Linked DNA regions of Rattus norvegicus: region 2 is linked to region 1. A link is a contact called in public Hi-C data. All regions are on one chromosome and are shown on one strand. The core of a region is the stretch at or near the end of the contact, and the rest is flanking DNA. Distances in the headings are between cores, read along the strand shown. Region 1 overlaps Frmd4b (FERM domain containing 4B). Region 2 holds the start of Frmd4b (FERM domain containing 4B).

The links. Hi-C and Micro-C count contacts between places; a contact is called where the count stands out from the background.
Region 2: a contact with region 1 is called in a Hi-C map of liver, with 1.5 times the contacts expected there. The contact joins the promoter of Frmd4b here to the enhancer-like site in region 1. A contact is called at or near these places in 2 of 12 Hi-C or Micro-C datasets (liver and mammary epithelial cells) and 1 of 1 datasets of contacts at active chromatin or transcription factors (oligodendrocytes).

The regions. Positions count from the first base shown.
Region 1 is chr4:131,595,127-131,600,966 of GRCr8, forward strand. The region is part of intron 1 of Frmd4b (FERM domain containing 4B); the gene reads right to left. Among named protein-coding and RNA genes, the nearest start is that of Frmd4b, 42 kb to the right of the region's middle. Within about 2 kb of position 2,390, at least 23 of the 93 cell types and tissues checked have an H3K27ac peak or open chromatin away from gene starts, as enhancers often do. A contact at or near this core is called in liver, where this site is marked.
Region 2 is chr4:131,637,647-131,643,486 of GRCr8, forward strand. It overlaps Frmd4b (FERM domain containing 4B), which reads right to left and starts at 2,535. Exons shown (of 23, transcript NM_001427301.1): 1 at 2,281-2,535. The coding sequence starts at 2,442.

The sequences.
Region 1 (5,840 bases), core at 1,140-3,639:
ACGTACGTCACACGAAACACAAATAAACCTCAGTGGACCCGAAACCCCCTTACCCCCTTTCTGAGCACATGCCTCACCGCTACTCTGCCTCCCTTCCTCAACTGCATTCTAACCTCCGATTGGCGTCTAGCAATCTGTCTGTTCTTTGCAATCCACACATAAGCACAGGCTAAAGAAGTCCTCAGGGGACTCACAATTAGTCAAAACGGACTGCACTAGAGCCAGAGTCCCAGCCTCTCTTATTAGTTGGTAGAAAATACACTGGGGCAAAGGATTTAGAAAAGTTTACCAAACTGGGGGAAAAGTTAAGTTCATTTGGGCTTTTAGAAAAATAATCTCCTCCCCTCATTTCTTCCTTTCCTGCTTGCATGTTTGTACTGGAGATGGAACCCAGAGCCTTTCAGTCACCGGGCAAGTTCCCTGCCAGTACACTACTGACTCAGTCCAGAGAAACTTGAACCTCAAGACCCAGGCCTCATCCACAGCGTCACAGAAGAGACATTCCTCTCAGTCTAGAAGCTACCAACACACAGTCATGAACATGTCTTGCTGCTATGCAGGCTGTGTTTTTAAGTGGGTTTGCGGCGTCCCTTTGAAGTTTTATCGTGGAATTAAATGTCAGTGAAATGAAACAAAATGAAAACTAGAAGAGCACAGGTTAGGAGACGACGAGGATGTGAAGAGGAGAATGGCCCTTCCCCTCTATAAACAAACAAATAAAATAAAACAAAATTATCCAGCAGCAGGTAAGGGACGAGGAGAAGAAATCCTTTTCGAGAGGCTGTGTGATGGGATCAGTCACAGCAGCGCCTGAGAACCCAGCAACCATCCTCCTGCTGGCCATTAGGCACAAATAATAGCAACATTTAAAGTACACATCTAGTGTCCTTTAAGTACATGCATAGGAGCAGTGCAATGCACAGCTTGAGGCAAAGGCATCTGCAATACTCCATTGCCCTGTCACCTACCTTCCACAGCTCTACTACTGAGGGCATTCGTGTTCAGTGAACTTGGAGGGGAGCGACAGACTGTGGGTCACCGCTTCTCAACCTGGTAAGAATATCCCCATCACAAAGACTGGCAAACGCCACAAGCCGGTGCTCCTGTCCCAGAGGGCAGGCTGTGAAACCTCGGCCAGCACAGCACAGAGTAGTAACCCGGGGTCTACTTGAGGACACTGTAATAATCACCTACATGTCCAGGATGTGCAGGCCACTGACGAGACCACGTGATGAAGATTAAATACCAGAAACTCAGAGATGTACACAGCCATATCTAAGCCACACTTTACTAAAATTCAACTTTCGAATGGTTACAAATAGAATCTTTCAAACAGTGACAATCCCACCTGCCATCAGGGTAGCTGTGTGCTGGGCACAGAGCTTGGTAGACGCAGGTCATTGCAACAGCACAGGTGTGTCTTACTGCATCTGTGGGTAGGTTCACTGCTAAGCTTCTGACCAGAGAGAGTCCACTCCCATGTCAAATGCTCTGTCATTCATACACGCTCTAGGAGGAAAAACTGTCTCTTGTCCATTGGCTTTTTGTTTTGAGTCTTTTAGATGGTAGCCAGTTCACTGTAGGTGCCAGAAAACATGTACAAGATACATGAATGAATGAATGAATGAATGAACCCCATTTTCATCTCTGGCTCCTGGCCTGATATTTTACCCCCTTCTACAGTACAATTCACTCAATGCTTCCTTTGCCTGTTGCTTTGAAATTTATTTATTTATTTATTTATTTATTTATTTATTTATTTATTTATTTATTTATTTTTGTGGATGTGGGACTGTAATTTGGTTGGTAGAATACTTTCCTAACAGGCACAAAAGCCTGGGTTTGGAGTCCCCAACAACACGTAAACCAGACGTGGCCCCACATGCTGACCATCCCAGGCTGGAATTTTAAGGCCATCCTTGGCTACACAGGGAGTTTGAAGCCAGCACCTTGGCTACAAGAGATCTTGTCTCAAAACTAGCCAAACAACCCCCAAACGGAAAAAGAAACAAAAAAACTCCCAAAACAAATATCTTGAATGTATTCATGAGATAAGGAATCTAAGCAAAGGAAGCTAAGGAACTGCCAGGTTCCAAACAGATGTGCTGCCACCGTCCTGTCCCTTGGGATCTTCCCTCTAGTAACCAAGGAGACTGCAACCTGATGGCCTGCTGCAAGATAGTGAGGATTTCTCCTTGAGCAGCAAAACAGAGCACGTGCCATTCTCACGAGCCCTGCCTTTCTGTTCTGTTTAGTTGGCAAGTTTCTCCCCACTTCTCCTGCTCTCTCCCATTCTCACTTCCTCCCCTTGGAAGGGCTGCGTCTTGGGAGAGGAAATCTCACCCAACACATAGGGCCGTATCCAGGGAACAAAATATTTTCCCCTGTGGCCAGCATGGGCCCCATTCTGACACTTGTTCCCCTGGTGTGGCTTTCTAAAGTGCGAGGCACAGGGGGTGGCCATGGGGCTGGATGGGCGTGGTTGCGTCCATACTTCTGGGAATCAGGCAACACTTTGTGTAAACTCTCTGCAGTCACTCGACCCTGTGACTAATCTAGAGTTCTGACCACACTCTGGCCAGGTGAGAACATAAGCTGGGGTTGGCTTTAGCCATTTAGGACAGGGCAAGCCAGGAGAAGAGGAGTTCTCCGTTTAGGAGCCGTACAGGTCTGGGATGTCTGATCCTGGCCTCTGGCAACATGGTTGGCAATGGTAGGCAAGTCATACCCCACTCTAAGGCACTGCTGTGAAATGGATAGACTTTTGCTGAATGCATTGGTTCTCAATCTGTGGGTTGTGGCCCCTTTGGGTGTCAGAGTGACCCTTTCACAGGAGTCACATATCAGATACTTTCATTATGATCCGTAACGGAAGCAAAATTGCAGTTATGAAGTAGCCATGAAGACACTTTCACGGTGGTGGCTCACCACAACATGGGGAACTACAATAAAGGTTGTAGCATTGGGAAGGCTGAGGACCGCAGGCTTAATGCATGGCACGCATTGCCTAGGCAGCAGCTGAAGTAGCTGGTGTCGTACATTCCTGTGACAAGGAAACAGCTGTAGATTTGAAGCCAGCCTATTCTACACTGCGACTTCCAAAGGGCAGCTAGAACTACACAGTGAGGCCTTGTTCTGAAATCTCTACAAAGACCGAGCATAAAGAGTGCAGGCTTGGGGTTAAGCCAGCTCTATATTCTATATTACCTGTGTGATCCTAACACTCTCCGCCCTTCTTCTCCAGCTATGGATTCCTTTAGAATAGATGCTTCCAAAGACCGTAGGCTGGGTGAGAGCTGGGCCATTCTCTTAGCCCCGGAGCCCCAAGATGAAAGGAGCAAGGAGCTCCCTGATGTAACCTTCTAAAGCTACTCCCCCTTTGTCCCTCCCCGTCTCCTCTTCCTTCTAGAGACAGGATCTCAGTATGTAGTCCTGGTTGCCTGGGACTTGCTGTATAGACTGGGCAGACCTCTAATTCACAGAGGTTTGCCTGCCTCTGTCGCCTGAGTGCTGCTATTAAACTCATGGGACACTCTACCTGGTTCCTGTTTTCTTTCCTTTTTCTTCTATTGGATATTTTTTAATTTACATTTTAATGTCATCCCCTTTCCCGGTTTCCCCTCCAGAAACCCGCTCTCCCATTCCCATTCCCCCTGCTTCTGTGAGGGAGCTCTCTCACCCACCCACTCTCTCCTGCCTCCCCACCCTGAGATTCCCCTACACTGGGGCATTGAGCTTTGACAGGACCAAGGGCCTCTCCTTCCATTGATGCCTGACAAGGTTATCCTCTGCTACATATGCAGATGGAGTCATAGGTTCCTCCATATGTGTTCTTTGGTTGGTGGTTTAGTCCCTGTGAGCTCTGGGGGGGTCTGGTTGGTTGATATTGTTGCTCTTCCTATGGGGTTGTGAACCCCTTCAGCTACTTCAGTCCTTTCTCTAACTCCTCCATCGGGGACCCCATTCTCAGTTCAACGGTTGGCTGCGAGTCCTGTTTTCTTTTTAAGACGGAGTCTCATGTAGCCCAGGCTGGCCTTGAAGTCCCTATAGTTTTAATTTCTCCTGTCGTTCTCCCAAATGTTGGGTTATAGGCATGTGCCACCAGACCTGGATATTATTTGTCACTTTGAGACAGGATCCCAAGGTGTAATCTGAGTCAAAATACTATCACTATGAACTTTGTGGGTCCCAATTCCACATTGCAAGTGAGTTCACTTTTGATATGACTTCTCTTTATGGTTCCACAGCAAGACTGTGTCAGGACTTCTGGTTCTGGGATGGATGGCGTGGGGGTTGGGGTTGGGGTTGGGGGTTGGGGTTGGGGTTGGGGGTTGGGGTTGGGGGTGGAGGTAGGGTAGAGAACTCTTTCTATAGTTGGCAGACTTACTATAAAATTCTCTAAAATAGTAGTTAAAGCTAACAAACACATAAGCCAGCTCTGGCATGCATTGTTCTTTCCACTTATTAAAACTAATTTTCCTCTATCATAAAAACTTGGAAATAAATAAAAATACCACACACTAAAATGAACCATACCCAAAGATTATACAGCTTAAATGAATTCATCTCCAGTTAGAATTAGCATTCCAAACAGAAGCTGTGAAGCCTTGTGTTGAATTTGACACTTTCAGTATTGAATAGATTCCACGTACTTGCCCACCACTAAAATTGAAACAATCCGTGACAGAGCTAGACTGGAAAAAGCATGTAGCGTTTTATATATATGAGCTCGTGTGCAATAACTGAATTCACTCTGTCCTAATTGAGTAGAAATTAAGGTTGTAAAACTATTCCAGAGTTGGCGTGGTTGAACACGCGTGTAGTCTTGGCACTCAGCCAAGGCTGAAGGAGCACCTATTTGGAGCCAGCCTGGGCTATGTAGTGAGATCCCAGGGTGAATCAAGTGGGTGAATGTAGATCTTGCCTGGCAAGCTTTCAGCAAACAGCAGTGGTCTGTCAGGGTGGATCTGGCCGGCTTGGAGGCTCATCTTTTTTATGACCCTAAAGTCAATGAAAAATGCACCAAACAGTTTTACAACAGCTCCTGGGGCAGGCAGGAGGAGCCCTGGCAAGCAAATTGGAACAGGGAAGAATTCTATCACAAGAAGGGATTTTTCATGTTTTTTTAACTTTTATTATTATCATTATTAATCATGTGTGTGTGTGTGTGTGTGTGTGTGTGTGTGTGCGTGCATGCACATGTATCTGTACACAAGCTATAGCACACATATGGAAGTCAGAGGACAATTTTCTGGTGTCAGTTTTCTCCTTCTATCCCGTGGGTCTCGAGCATGGAACAGGTTGATAGGGAAGCAAATGCTTCTACCCACCAAGCCGTCTCACCAGCCTTGAAGTGCCTTGTTGAAATAAACAGATGTTCTCATCATGTGGATTGGGCCAAGAGTGTCTCGGAAGCCAGGACTGGGAACCAGTGAGCCATGCTGTCCCTGCAGCCCGTGAATGTTCTGGTGGGAAATCCGCTATCTGTGGAGCTCTCTGTTTTGTTCTGCTACAGCTTCTTTCCTTTTGTGTGCCAGACAATCTGAGTTCTGCTACAGACATTCCTGCTGCAAACGTAATAGGAAGTTACTTATTAAAATTGCATTCGGGACAGTAAGGATGTTTTTCTTCTTTAGTTGAATAAGCTGCTACTGTTTCCTCTCTTTTCCTGACCAGGAGCATACCTGATTCCCACGCCATGCGGTGTGTTCTGCCTGTTCTCTGCACTGCTCCTCTGATCCCTTTCAAGTGAGTGGACCGACTTTGAGCCAGGCCCTTCTCTTGGGTCCAACACAATGATCACACACTTGGTTGGGCAGATGAATATCAGACAACTGAAT
Region 2 (5,840 bases), core at 1,285-3,784, 43 kb after region 1:
TGCCATTTTACTGCTAAGCACTTGAAAAACCATCTTAATGATCTTTCTAAGCTAGCAATGGAGCTCTGAGGCAGTCTTCACCTAGAATCACCTAGGCCCTGGGTTCCGGGCATGTGATTGCCCAAACAAACAAACAAACAAACAAACAATGTTCACAATCAATCAAGCAATTTAGGCCTGTGGCTCACCTTGGGATACCATAGCTCCCCTGGGGTGAAAATCATCTCTTTTTTGTTTTGCTTTTTAAATCTTAGTTCTACAAAGGATGTTAATGTAAACATCGTATTTTTCTCTGCTTATGACAATACTTATAAAGCCAACTTTATTTTGCATGTTCTTAGTGGCCAGGAGGATGAAAGGAGAGAGACTCGGTTGACACCTGTTTTACAGAGGAGAACAAAATATTTGAGTAGCAGAGAACAAAATATTTGAGCAGCTTACCCTTTCAAAGTGCTGTTGGGTTTAAGATGAATGATTGATGATTCGTGCTATGTATTTGCAACCCCAATGCTTGGGAGGCGAGGATGGGTGGATCCATGATGCTTGCCGTCTGGCCTGTCTCACCTAACTAGCAAGCCACAGGCCGATGACAGGATGGTGGCTAAGGTGGACAGCATTGCTGAGGAGGTACCCTTCGTGCCTGCCTATGTGTGTGCGTGCGCGCACCCACACAACCATGAACATGTACACACAAAACAATTTCAGAATTAGAAAGCATAGCTACTGGTTGGTCTTCCAGAGGAGCCAAAGGCTCTCGGGCTTTTGGAACTATCATCTCTGAATTCAGTAACAACATTAGCAATAAGCCATAAATCCACTGAATCCACGGGGGAGTGGGTCACAGAGTCTGGCTGTCTGGCTACAGTATTCGTGCTCTCCTTTTGAAAGTTCCTCAAAAATTAGAAAGAAGAGGCAGCCCTACCCGATGGGGGTGGGGTGGGTGTATTTACTCCAAACCAAAGTGAGACTTCCCAAGAGAGAAAAGACCTGAAAGAGAGACACATGCCTAGCTCCAATAAGCCTGTGCAGTTGCCTGTGGCCAGATGGGCTCTAGCCACAGCTCCCTAATGCTCTCAAGCCCCGCTGGGCCTCCAGGGCTCTCAGTGTGCCTCACTGATTCTACTTCAAACTGCATGGTATTACAGATATGTTAGCTGAACCAAGAGCACTGAAACCACGGGATAAAATGTGTGTGTGTTTTTTAATTATTGTTTTAACATTCATTCCTTAGAACTCTTGTAGTCTGTCCTCAGTTGGCCTTTATTCTATCTGATTGATGGGAGACTATGACTCTTCAAAATCAAAGCTTGAGTCACATACGGGACCCACTCTGACAGATACATTTCAGCCCTATTAGGAATAGGGTCAGGTGATGTGTAAGAGATTCCGAGAACTGTAAAAATATATCCAGGAAAGAAGCCCAGGTAAAATCTTTATAATTTAGTCACGTAGTTTTAATTTTTTTTTATCTTAAAGGTATTAGTAACCCCAAACAGAGGATTTTTATATCCATTTACTACTGTTCACAAAAATCCAGGCAAGTTGCAGTCCCAGAGAGGATGAATGGTCTTTGCCCTCATTGGGTAAAGTTGCTGCAGATTTTGCCTGCAAGATGGGGCCAACCAAGCAATAAAGAGGCTGTGTTGTGCGACAGATTAAATCCAAGCGTAAGCATTCCAGCGCTCAGCCAAGCCACGCTTCCGTTCCCTAGCCTGTCAGCCTCCCTCAAAGCGCTCACAATCCACTGTTCTTCCTCCCCAAAGCCAGTCAACACAGAATCAGGTTTTCCTAGCTATGCCTTGCAAACTGGGGCTGTCTGGTGGAAAAGTGCAATAAAATCAGAAGGAAGAAGGCAAATTCACTAAGACATGCTCTGACAGCAAGCAATGATGGGAAATCCTAGCTTCCGAAATGGCCACCCCAATGAAATGAAATGCAATTAAACAGAAATCATCCTCTCAGCCTCAAAGTCGCTATCCACAAACCCTGTGTTGCAAAGCTACAGACCCTTTCCTAGTGCCAGATAGAACCTCCAACCTAATGGGTGTGGGGGATAACTCCCAAGTGCCCCAGGCCCAACTGAAAAAAAAAAAAAAAGCCATCATCAAGCCACAGTTAGCTAAAGCTCCTGAGGATTTGCCCCAAGTGCCAAGCTACCCGCGAGGAGTTGAAAACAAAGATATGGGAAGCCTGAGGTTATGAAATCATACAGGTGGACCGGCTCTCAGCTGAGCTCCGGGCATCCCGCAACGGCCCCAGGGCGCCAGCTCCTGGGCTCACCTGGTACACATCCCGCAGCCCGCACCACGTCCTCAGCACCTGGTGGCAAGCCCGCAGCCTCTCGGTGTACCATCTCCGCAGCGTGGACACGGTCAAGTTCCACACGAAGCGGCTGCCGCTGAACAGCAGGTCCTCCACTCCGCACATGAACACCGAAGCCATGCCGCTGCTTTCCCTCGGAGCCTGGGATCCGCGATACTGGGCACGCCACGCTGCTGTAGCTGACAGCCCCCAGGGGGGGGGGGGGTCAGATCTGCCACTGAACTCGCCTTTCACTGTGTGTCCCGGCCAGGTTGGGGCGGCATGCCCCGGGATTGGGTGCCCGCCAGCCAACGGCTGCGGCTGGCACGGAGGCTGTGTCACCCCGCCCGCCCCCCAGCGCCAGCTTCCTAAGCTCCGTCAGGCCAGCCCTGGGTGCTCCCTGGGCGCGGGAAGCCCTGGCCGGTGAGGACTCCCCGCTGCGCTGCTCCAGGGCACAGGGCTGCAGGCAAAGCCCAGCAACTCTTTGCAAACCTAGTGGGCAGCTTCATTTCAGCGCACTTGCACACACACACACACACACACACACACACACACACACACACACACACACACCTAGACCCAGTACCGGGACCCTTATATTTTACTCTTTAAGGTCTCTCTGCCTTGCATCTTGCTCTGTCCACGCCTCAGTGATAAACACCTCTGGGGAAGCTATAGAAGCAGAAGGGGAAGAAAAAAAAATGCAGCAGCACGTCCCTTTAGATCTCACTCCTGAGGGAATTGTGCATGTTTTCTTGGCTCTGCTGAAGCCAGATGAAGAGCTTCAAAGCAACAGTGTGTAAGCGCCTCCAGACTGTCTTTGCTCCTAACTTGAGGGTCTCCAAGAAAATTGCTAGCCTGCTGTGGCCACCAGCAAAGCAAGTTCCCCCGATACCCTTATGAGGCTAGTCCCAGGGCAGCTGTGGGCTCAGGAGCAAAACAAGGCGTCTTTGATCCTCTGTGAACAGCATTCAGTTAAGACTCCCTGGGAACCAGAAGCTTCGAAAGAGGATCCCTGGTCAGTTGGTGCAAAATTCAACCTCAGGATATGCCTAGCCATAGTTGGCATCACAAACTTGAATGGGGAACTTGTTGCTCAAAAGTAAATAAGAAATAAATGCATAAATAGGAAAACTAAAAGCTCTTCCTCAGCTCAAGAGGCCATGGGACAATTCATGCTTTTTAAGAGCTCCACAGGGAATGGTATTATCTGAGGAGTTTGCAAAGGGAATCCAAGGAGTCCCACATATCCCGAGTTTGTAATCTTCCTTGAGAATGTTTGTACATTGCAGCCCCCAGAATCCTATCCCATTTCCAGAGCAAGATCGCTGCAGCCTGGAAGCAATCCTAATTACTCTCGCTGGATCACATGGGCACACACAAAGACAAAAACGAAGTGAGGAGCGCGGGGGGAGAGGGCGGGGTCCAGCATCAAGGGGGCGGAGTCAAGAGAAGGCAATGGGATGATAATGATCAAATCACATTATACACGTGTGTTAAAGTATCCTGAAGCCCATTATGATATAATTAATACAAAATAAATAATAATAATGATAAAAGCAATCTACTGCACCAGATTTCAGGAGGGAGGTATTTTTCTCTGAATCTACCTGTTGGACAATGGTGACGTTTTACTGGTCGATTCACACCCGTGCTAATTATCTTTGCTATTAAGTGGCTGAGAGGTAAGAGGCCAAAGCTTTTCTTCCAAACTAGCTCCAGAGGCCTGAGGACAGATTATCTGCCAGTCAGTCAGCTTCATTTTAGGTTTCAAATGTGCCGTTAGCCATCTTAATTCAGGCCAAACGCAAGCATCCAAAACAACACAAAAATCTGTCCTTGGAGCACCTGTTGGTTTCAAGGTGGCTGTAATCGGAAAACTTTTAAAATGAGGTTTCTTTCACCACCAGAAAAAAAAATGTTTAAGGGAGTGTGTGGGATTCATAGAGGACACAACCGCTCTGAGATCTGGTGCTCTTTCTTGGCAGCAAATCTGTGTGCCTATTCATATTAACATTCTGGCTGCACTTTACCAGGATAACAGTCGTGGTGTTTACACACACAATCTGACACAGGAGGTTTTACTGAATTGGAATAAAATGAACCAAGCATAATTTGGGGAAAAAAGTCACCTGATGGGAAATTACAAAAAAGGGGGGGCTTTTAGAGTAAATCATGATCCACACACACACACACACACACGCGCGCGCGCACACACACACACACACACATATTTATGATGCAGTGTACTGAGTTCTCGGAAATGTTGGCAGCCTAGGGAATACCAGAATAATACTCCCAACAAGTCAATTCCCAGTGTCTGTGACACCATCCTCTGAGAAAAGGTGCTCTCAAGATACTTGGGCAGGTACGGATCAGCTCTCATGTCAGCAATTGACTGCAGCCTGGGACATTTTCACTCAAGGTTTCAAAGCTAGTGATTAAGATACGCTTTTTCTTTTTCTTTTTCACATGTACGTGCTTATGGGAGCCCGCGCTTGCTCATATGGAAGCTAGAAGTCAGTGTCATGTATCTTCCTCAATCACTTGTACACGTTATTAGTATTTGTTCAGACAGGGGCTTATGTCGTCAGGGTGGCCTCGGAACTGCTATGTAGTCAGGACGATACTGAACTCCTGATCCTTTCACCTCTCCCTCCTAAATGCTGAGATCACAGGAATGTGCCAGCACTTCACGCAGGTTATGTGGTTCTAGAGACTAAACCCAGGGCCTGTGCATACCAGGCGGGCAGACATTCTGCTGGCTGAGTTACATTCCCAGTCCCTCTACCTTATTCCTCCAGACAGGGTCTCTCGGTAACCCAGAAGCTCACCTTTTGGCTGGATTGGCTGGCTAATGAGCCCCCAGGATCTGCCTATCTCTACCTCCCAGTTCTGGGGTCACAGGCACACACAGTCACCTGGCAGTGGCATGAATGCTGAGGGTCTGCACTTAGGTCCTCAGGTTTGCATAGCAAGCACTTGACCGGCTGAGCCACCACCCCCATCCCTACCCTTGTCCCAGGCCTGGACAACTTTCCTGCAAGCGAGACATGGAATAACAGCGTTTGCCGGACTGGTCAGTCAACAGCACTTGGGAGCTTGCCCGGATTGCAAGTTTTCAGTCCACCTGTGGACCAGCAGTCACGGGGCCTGAGGTTAGTGGTTAGTGAGGTTAAAATTGTCACCCTGTGGAGGAGAAGGATGGTGGGTGTGGGGCTAACCGTGGTTTCAAATTCCCCAGCACCTTGAATATAGTCTTGAAGCATGCAAAGTCTGAGTGTACTCGGCGTCAGGGGAAGACCAAGTAAACATGCGCTTCCGTGTTTAGAATGGTGGCTGGCAAGAGGCGAGCACCCAGGACACCCAGCCACCATCGCTACCAAAAGCAGAAATTCTCTGAACTTTTTGGATTTAGGGAAAACAGTAAAGATAAAATATCCATTAAAGGTTTGGTTCCTGCATATGTGTACTTTGCTTGCATGTAAGTCTATATACCATGTGCATGCAGTGCCCATGGAAGCCAGGAGAGGGCGTCT